Regions from separate parts of the Anas platyrhynchos genome. Here region 2 is linked to region 1. Evidence: chromatin contacts called from public Hi-C data. All regions are on one chromosome and are shown on one strand. The core of a region is the stretch at or near the end of the contact, and the rest is flanking DNA. Distances in the headings are between cores, read along the strand shown.

Evidence for each region. A called contact is a pair of places that touch in the nucleus more often than the background predicts.
Region 2: a Hi-C map of subcutaneous adipose tissue shows a contact between it and region 1, with 2.6 times the contacts expected there. The contact joins the promoter of CFAP298 here to the enhancer-like site in region 1. A contact is called at or near these places in 2 of 8 Hi-C or Micro-C datasets (F1 follicle and subcutaneous adipose tissue).

What each region holds. Positions count from the first base shown.
Region 1 is chr1:110,133,017-110,137,155 of IASCAAS_PekinDuck_T2T, reverse strand. No RefSeq gene overlaps it. Among named protein-coding and RNA genes, the nearest start is that of HUNK, 6.4 kb to the left of the region's middle. Within about 2 kb of position 2,210, at least 2 of the 8 cell types and tissues checked have an H3K27ac peak or open chromatin away from gene starts, as enhancers often do. A contact at or near this core is called in subcutaneous adipose tissue, where this site is marked.
Region 2 is chr1:110,417,435-110,421,573 of IASCAAS_PekinDuck_T2T, reverse strand. It overlaps CFAP298 (cilia and flagella associated protein 298), which reads left to right and starts at 1,821. Exons shown (of 7, transcript XM_027449193.3): 1 at 1,821-2,064; 2 at 2,845-3,012. The coding sequence starts at 1,926. SYNJ1 (synaptojanin 1) reads left to right here. Exons shown (of 31, transcript XM_072026416.1): 31 at 1-1,719. It overlaps LOC139999207 (a long non-coding RNA gene), which reads right to left and starts at 1,867. Exons shown (of 3, transcript XR_011804448.1): 1 at 1,729-1,867.

The sequences.
Region 1 (4,139 bases), core at 961-3,460:
AGTACACGTTACACTATCACAAAACTATTAGGGATACGTACTCTGTACATATGGGCTATGGGAGGGCTTGAGGGCTCAGGGACAGGATCCGAGGTGCTCAGGTCCAACTGGTGTTTGCCTCTGCTTGTCCTCCCTTACCCCTGCCACAGGCTTTGCCTCTCATTTCTCCACAGACAGGGGCAACAAGCTGCCTATACCTATATGGAGCCAGGTGTGTGCAGGGGGCAGCTTTGCTGTGCTCCTTCCTTTCAGGGAGGTACAGAGCACCGTGTTAAAGCCGGGATTTCATGCAGAGCAACTCTGCACTTCTCAGCTGTGGCCAACTTCCTCAGTTCCTAATAGATGTAGGTTCCCATAGGTTCACGATCTACTAGTTATACAGCTCATGAACTACAAGAATTCATCTCTGACATACAGAAGGAGTGACGCACCTCCCTGATGGCACAGTGAGTCACGGAAAAACAAACAAACAAAGTTTATCCAGTCACCGTTCTAACTGCTGGTCATGCAAATCCCATCATAAAACTGATATAAACACAAATCTTGTGGGTATAGTTGGTGTTAATTAGAATTTGGGAAGCCTTACATATTTAATCAGATTAAAAACCTTGACATGAATGCTGTCTTGTATTCAGCTATGAAATTTCATCTTGGTGCACTGAAACTGAAAATACTAATTTTCCAAGTGCCTTCCATTATATTCAGATACACTTCCTGCATGATTACTGCAAACCTCACCTGCATGTCATGGTTAACTAGCTGCAGTCATGATGCTCTATATGCCACTTTCCTAACTTGAAACCACACCAAAAATTCAAAGCTGGGAATTCCAGATATGAAGTGTGCATTTTTTTTAAAAGGTGAATACTTTGACACACCTTCAAGACTTGGCACAGTCCTGAAACATTTCCAAAGTGATATTAGCTTAGTAATAAATAAAGAAAAAAAAAATTAAATGTGAATCCTCTTTGAGTGATTTTACCGAAATGGGACTTGGAATCTGAAATTTCTAACAATTCCCAATTAGCATAATAATCTATGTGTTTATCTTTAATTCGCAAAATTAGTTTATTTATAAGATTCATGTTTTGGTAGGACAGCTCATGCAGGAAAGAAGGAGAAGACCTGGCTTTTGGTCCTTGCTTTAGAGTTTTGCCAGCAGTGAAAGGCTGCAGCAGGTGTAGAGGATAAGCAGTGGAAGCAGAAACAGCATAAGGATGGACCTGACGATGCTGCACAGGAAGAAAAAGGCCAAAGCACAGGTGAATGGAGGTAAAACTTGGAGGAGCGCATCTGATTTCAGTAGAAACATAGTTATAGTAGAAACATAGTTATATAGTAGAAACATAGTTATAGAGCATCAGCGACTCTACAAGAGCTTTTAGGTTGGAACTATGGTACTTGTGGCCTAGGGTACTTTCTAACATGTTTTGACACCTTCTGATTCCCCCCTGGTTTTATGTCTATGACAAAAGCCTGAAGGAATTAATCAGTACCTGTTTACCACCCTCCATTTAGTTCATAGGTATTTCAGTCAACAGGTAACCCAGCTGGATGCCAGGCTTGCAGTACTTTCCTTTGCGTGCTTAAAAGAAGGACCAATCAGAGTGAACTCAAAAAAGGAGAAGAAATACATTTCTTTCTTTGTTACCTTGAAATTCTTTAAGTTTTAATAAGGGCTTTGTGTCACACAAGCTTCTTCTGTTCAATGATTCAGTGTTGGTTTAATCCTGAGCATATAATGTGTGCCAGTCTGTTGTTATAGAAGTGTCTGTGATGTGATTTCTTTGCAGGACCGAGGCAGAAGAGCCAAGGAGAGATCACGCTCTTGGTCGGGTGTAAAGAACCCTAGTGGCACAGGCAGCAAAAGGGGGTCCTTTCAGTGAATTTCTTTACTATAAAATGCCTGTAAGGTTAAATTATTTTGTTTAATTTCCCTGCAGTTGTTAACTTTCAGATAGTCTGCATGCATGCAGATTGTTTAAAAAACAGACACGTAGCGTGCTGGCCACTGTTCTTCTCGCACAGACTCCCATGGGACATGTTAACCATAAGCCTCGCTGCCAGACCCTCCGGCACAGATCTGAGCAAACAGATGGGCCTTACATCGTGCCCTGAAAGTCAGCGGACTTTGGCTCTGCTAGGCCACTGGGAGAAGTAAATTCCTGAGCTGAGCATGTTTCACAAGGAAAGCAGAGCTTACACTCTCCAGATGTGCAGATTCAGGGTGTGCCGGCGAGAGTGCTCTGGCTGCTCTCAGCTGTCAAGATAGCGCTCGGAAGAGGAGAGGAGGAAATTCCTCGGGCAGCCCCAGTCCCAACCACACAGCTTCACTGGTCCAAAGGGGTCGTTGCAAATCCACAGCCCCAGGATCGGTGCAGGAAGCAAAGTTTGGAAACAAACAGAGCGTGCAGACAGTGTTTATTTAACACGGGACGCTGCTCTTGATAACGTAGTTCATGCATGATATTCTAGTGCAACATTTTTCTAAATGATCCAAAGTTTTCCTGCACTACCTACCTATTCTTTGTTAGCCTGCTTCCTTTGCTCTTCCTTAGCAAAGTCTGGGGACTTTGTACAAAGCCCTCCTTCCAAGGCTCGCTTGCATCCCACTCACATTTCAGCCCACAGATGAATCTCCACCGTGCCCTCTGCACACACAAAAGGGATGCTTGCTCCATTTATTTTCAGCTTATTGCTTCTCCCTTACATGACTTTCAGTCCAGAAGTGCTAGCAACAACCTACTGCATTGTTTCTGCATGAAGATCCTGAATCTACAGGCTCAAAGCAGCCTCCCAGCACTGCCAGCTCACCTCCTCAGCCAGCTCGCCTGCAGAGCCTGCACTAAGCTGGGCATCTAAAAACCATTACTCAGGCCTCCAAAAGTAATGAAACTGTCCTGAAAGTAAGTGCTAGCTCTTTACATTCTCCCTTCTTGGTTTCTGGCTCTTTAGGTTAGTGCTGTGTAGGACATTTAGTCTAGCCCTGAACATATGTGCTCCTTCAACCGTTTGTTTACACGGGTAGTCCATATTCATATGAACACTCCTGTTTAACAAAATCATAGTAGTCCTTATCAGGAAGTTTTACAAATTAGGTCCTAAATATGCGTGGGATGATCAAATCCATTTTGCTTATAAAAAGAGTTACTCACTTTTTTTTTTTTCCTTTTTCTGTAGAGAATTTTCAGTGAGCATGTCCTTGCAAGTAACTCAATGGAAAACTGGAAGCAAATAAAGTCCTTACATTTTTACAGGTAGACTTTCTAGAGATATTAAGAAAAAAAAAAAAAAAAAAAAAAAAAGCTATGGGTTCGTGCATTTACGTGATTGCAGCACCACTCAAAGATGTGTTTGAATATGCCAGGATATCAGGCTGACTATTACAAAACGCAGTAGATTATTCATTTCTGCACGTGTTTCTATAGCAAACACTTTTTCTCTTGAATCAGCACTCGGTTATCCACCTGGCTGAGGAACACTATGTATCATGAAAGATTTGGCACAGAAGAGGAATTGCACATGAAAGCTTTGGCTTTGGTATCATTCAGACCCTGCCACTCCTTGTTTGCTCTTAACTTGAATGACCAACAGAGAGAAGGTGACTCAGGCCCTAGGTGGGTATTTCTACTTATCAAAAATATCATCTTAGTCTATTTAAAGTGTGGCCCATAACTGCATACACAAAGGAAAAAGAAGGAGGAGGAAAGAAAAAATGTTAAATTATCAGAATATCCTGCACTCATGTAACCCCATCTGGAAAACCACATCTGGTTCTGTTCTCCACAACTCAAGAAGTGGGCAGACCGAAGAAAATTCTGAAAAGAACCATGAGAATGATTAAAGACCTAAATAATACACTTCACAGTGGAAGAACTCAGTCCTTCTAGCCTAGCAGAGGGAGATGACGACTGTAGTCTCTATTGCTCAGAAGTATGAATGCACACTCACAGACAAAGCTATAATGAGATCCAGCGGTTAAGAGCTGAATCTAGACAAATTCAAGCTATACAACAAGACACACATTTTTAACAGTAAGGGTAATTAACCATCACAGCAACCCCGTGAGGTGCTATGGCAAGTTCTCCTTCTTTGGAATTTTTTAAATCAAAATCAGATGCCTTTTTTTTGTTTTTCCT
Region 2 (4,139 bases), core at 572-3,071, 280 kb before region 1:
ACAATGCTTTGTGTATTAATATATTCACTACTTGACTTCGATTTTCTGTGTCAGTACATTTCAGGTGTTAAAATATTATTGTCACATATATTGACTAGCAGTAGTTCAGAGTAATTGTTCCATATCATCCACTTATTCATTACTCTTTTAAAGATACTTTATCCCCACACACAAATTGGAAACAATTGACATAAGTTTTCCCTCAACCTCTGGAAACAAATCCCCTTGAATCTTGATATATATAAAGCAGTCTTTTACCAGTTACAGACAACATATTACCATTAGCTTGTCCCACCCTCTTTCACATGTTGGAAGGGCTCTCTTGTCCTATAGAAGGCCTTGCATGAAAGAATCAGCGGTCATTGTAAAATATCAGAGGAGAAAGTCATCTTACATATTTGGGCTGTCCTCCCACCATCCTTCCTGTCTACTATACTTACTGCTGCATTTGTCAAAAACGTCGCCTTCAAAGAGAAGAGAACTGCAGTTCTCTGAGGTGAATGTTATCGTTTAGTCGCTTTTGCAGTTATACTAAATACGTGACCCTTTGTTCCCCAGAGACGGTGACCATCCTGTGTGTGGTGCTGCTTTGAGGCTAGCAAAGGCTAAGTTTCAGTTTTACATATTATTCTATAAAAATACAACTCCGTGCTTTTATGTTTTCTAAGGCTCACATTAAATTACATAAAATGTAGTGTTTTATTATCATGAGCAAATTCAAAATAACTGATTTCCTTACAATTTGCAGTGTCTTGGGACATAACTTCCCTGTGCAGATGTGTGCTTTCACCACAAGCTGAACGTGTCACGATGTTGTCATCTCTTGGGGGACTGCAACTGCCTGCCTACACTCATGGGCTTACCTGCAAACAAACTGTACTGGTTCTGCAGAATTAATGCCTGAAACTCAACATACTAGCATTATAGTAGTAAAATACAGAACGACAGTACTTTTTTAAAATCCTCAAATGCTATCAAAACATTATTTATAAAATAATCCACTCTTCCTTTAACACTGTCTGGTTGGCCATGAGCTGCAGCTGGGTAGAGAAGTGACTATCGTGAGTTTTATATTGTGCTTTTTTCTGTTCAGCTCATTAAACAGTACTTGCACATTTTAAACAGCGGTGGTACTCTAATCTTTGTGCTTCAGTATGTGGATTACCTTGTTTTACACTGTTGGCTATAAACATCTGTGTGATCGGTGTTTTGGTATATTCTTACATTAGCAAAACAACTTTGGGGGGAAACTTTTTCCTAGTGGGAGTTACGTGATAAATATGTTCTTCGTTGAATATTTAATTACAGTGATTAAAAACTAAAAAAAACGTACCTGGTATACAGCACCTCTGCACTAGACGGGATTACGGAGGCTGACAGCAACGTACTGCGGAGATCACAAGAACTGCTCCAAAACTAGAGAGCGTGTGTAAATATCGCTAACCACCGTGACGTGTATTAACGAAACAAATTACTAGCAGCAGATCTGGGACGGCTAAGGATTCAGCATAGAAACGCTCAACACCTTCCCATGACTCCTGTGTTCCCTGTGGTAAATTGTGGTAAAAATGTACCCGTTTTTTCTTGCTTGTGACACACGATATTTATGGCTGTATACTTTCCAGAACCGCAGTATTGAAACTCAGTGGCGTGCACCATGCCGTTATATACCCTGTGGAAGGCGGTGTTGCATTAACGAAATAAACATACCTGCCCTTACCAACTCACCCTTCTCTCTCTTTGTACCGGAGCCGCTCACGCAGCAGCAGCCCCCGCCCTGAGGCGCGGCTGAGGGGAGGCGCGGCTGAGGGGGCGGTGCCATTTTGTGTCCCCCCGCCCCGCCCGCCATAACGGCCGCAGCCGAGCGCGGCCGCCATGCCTGGAGCGGGGCCGTGAGGGTCTGTGAGGGGCCGTGAGGCGCCGCCATGGTGCGGCTGCACGTTAAGCGCGGCGATGAGAGCCAGTTCCTGCTGGAGGCGGCCTGCGGAGCTCGCCTGGCCGAGCTGGCGCCTCTCGTCGCCCGCATCTACAACGGGAGGCTGAAGGTGCAGCGGCTGTGCGCAGGTACCGGCCGCCATCCCGCCTCCCCGCCGCCGTGAGGGGAGCGGCGGCCGCAGGGCAGGGCAGGGCGGAGGGGGAGGCAGCGGCAGCGAGGAGTCGGCGGTGGTAACCAGGGGCTACCCCTTGGGTAAACACCTCGGCCTGCCCTCCATCGGGCAGAAATGGTTGCAGAGAGTTGTGTTTGTCCCTTGGGTCGCACCGGGAGACGGGCTGACCCCACGGCTCTGATCCAGCACCAGAGGCAGAGGCTGCCTGTTTATCCCAGGTGTGGGGAGATTCGCTGCTGTGTAGCGGTAAAACGTGCTCCCCTCCTGAAATAAGCTGCCTTCACGAAAGCGTTTGGAAAAAGGAACATGCTGTCAGCTAAAGCTGACTAAAAGTAAGGAAAAGTTCATAGCTAGCACGTAGAGAATCACAGAATCATTAAAGGTGGAAAAGACCTTCATCTGGTATCACATAGGGTTGGGTACCTAGCCTTGTTCCATTTGTTACACTGTTTCAAGTATGTGTGAAAAAGTGTGAATTTTAACGTAATTACTGTGTGTATATACGTATCTATAACATATATCTGTATTTAACACACACATATATATACAACATATTTATATATATACAAAGCATTTATATAAATATATATTCATTATTATTTTCATATACATAGATCTTTAAAAACTGAAGCCCAGCAGTAAGGCTTTCTGCATGTGCATAATCCAAAAGGGCATTTCTCGGTGCTGTGTTCTCAGTAACACAGGTTTCTAACCTTGTTCTCCAAACGCTTTAAAGAGATGCAGGAGCTGGCAGAGCATGGTGTTTACTTGCCGCTTAACATGCAAGGGCTGACAGAAGAGCAAATTGAAGAACTGAAGTTAAAGGATGAGTGGGCAGAGAAGTGTGTACCCAGTGGCGGGAGTGTCTTCAAGAAGGATGAAATTGGACGAAGAAATGGACATGGTAAATAGAGCTGAGATGTTTGCTTCTTTGTCTGTAAGCATAAATAATCTGTGATATCATGAGGAACGTGAAAACCATAATTCTGAACTTCTTTTTCACCTCACTGTCCTGGAAGAAGAGAAAACCAAGTCAATACTTAGTATACATTCGATAACAGGCCAGCCTGATAGCCAGCTAATGTTTCTTTGCCAACTACAGTGATCATCCTATAAACACACCGTATTAAAGGCAGTTGTAGATTTGTTATGTAAGAAGCTATTTAAGAGCCTTTTTTTCCACAATAAATCAGCTAAATGTTGAGTTACATACATAAATCCTGGGTTAGGACCTAGCGTAATGTTGATTTAAAAGCCTAAATGGTGTTATATCTCTTTGGCACACGTGCTATTTAACTTTGCAACTGTAATGCTTGGAAGTAAACTCCAAAAATAAGCAAGCAGTTGCCAGTATGGAGAGTGACTGTTTTGCTTCAATTTATTCTCCCTGTTTGTAAATGCATACTTGGGTACTGTTTCTCTCCGGAGTTTTAAGGTGTTTTGAGTTAACAGGTTCTTCTAGTGTCTCTCAGTTCTTGTATTCACTGTGACTCAGGCTTCCTGAACTCATTCATCTCTTTTTCTTTCTGCAAATTCTGCTCCTGCCTTAGCACCTGCTACGAGCATCGAGCACTGCTTCCCTGCCACCTCAGTGCCAGGGGCACGAGGGCTGGCTGTGACCATCTTTGTGCTGGCTGCTTTATTGTTATCCCAACACCACAACAGCCCCTGCCAGGCCAGCAGCCCTTTAGATGCTGGTTGCAGGCAGTTCAATTACAGAGGAAGCTTTGAATAATTTAGCTTTAACTTGGCATACGCAAGCAGCTTATTCCAAATGTTGTTTTGGGGAAAATAATTCTTCTAGTGCAATGCATCATTCAATTAAGCTTAAGCTCTTGCTGAGTTTCAGTAAGAGCTTACAATATACCTAAATGTTTTCCCTCCTGCCTGTGTTCTCACAAGTGGTCGAGTCTCTTGCACACCTTGGGGCAGGCATTTTAATATCAACAAAACTACAATACTGAACAGTGCACAAATGTGGGCCAAATTAGATACAACTAAATGATGCATTTAAGTACTCAGCTGGAAACG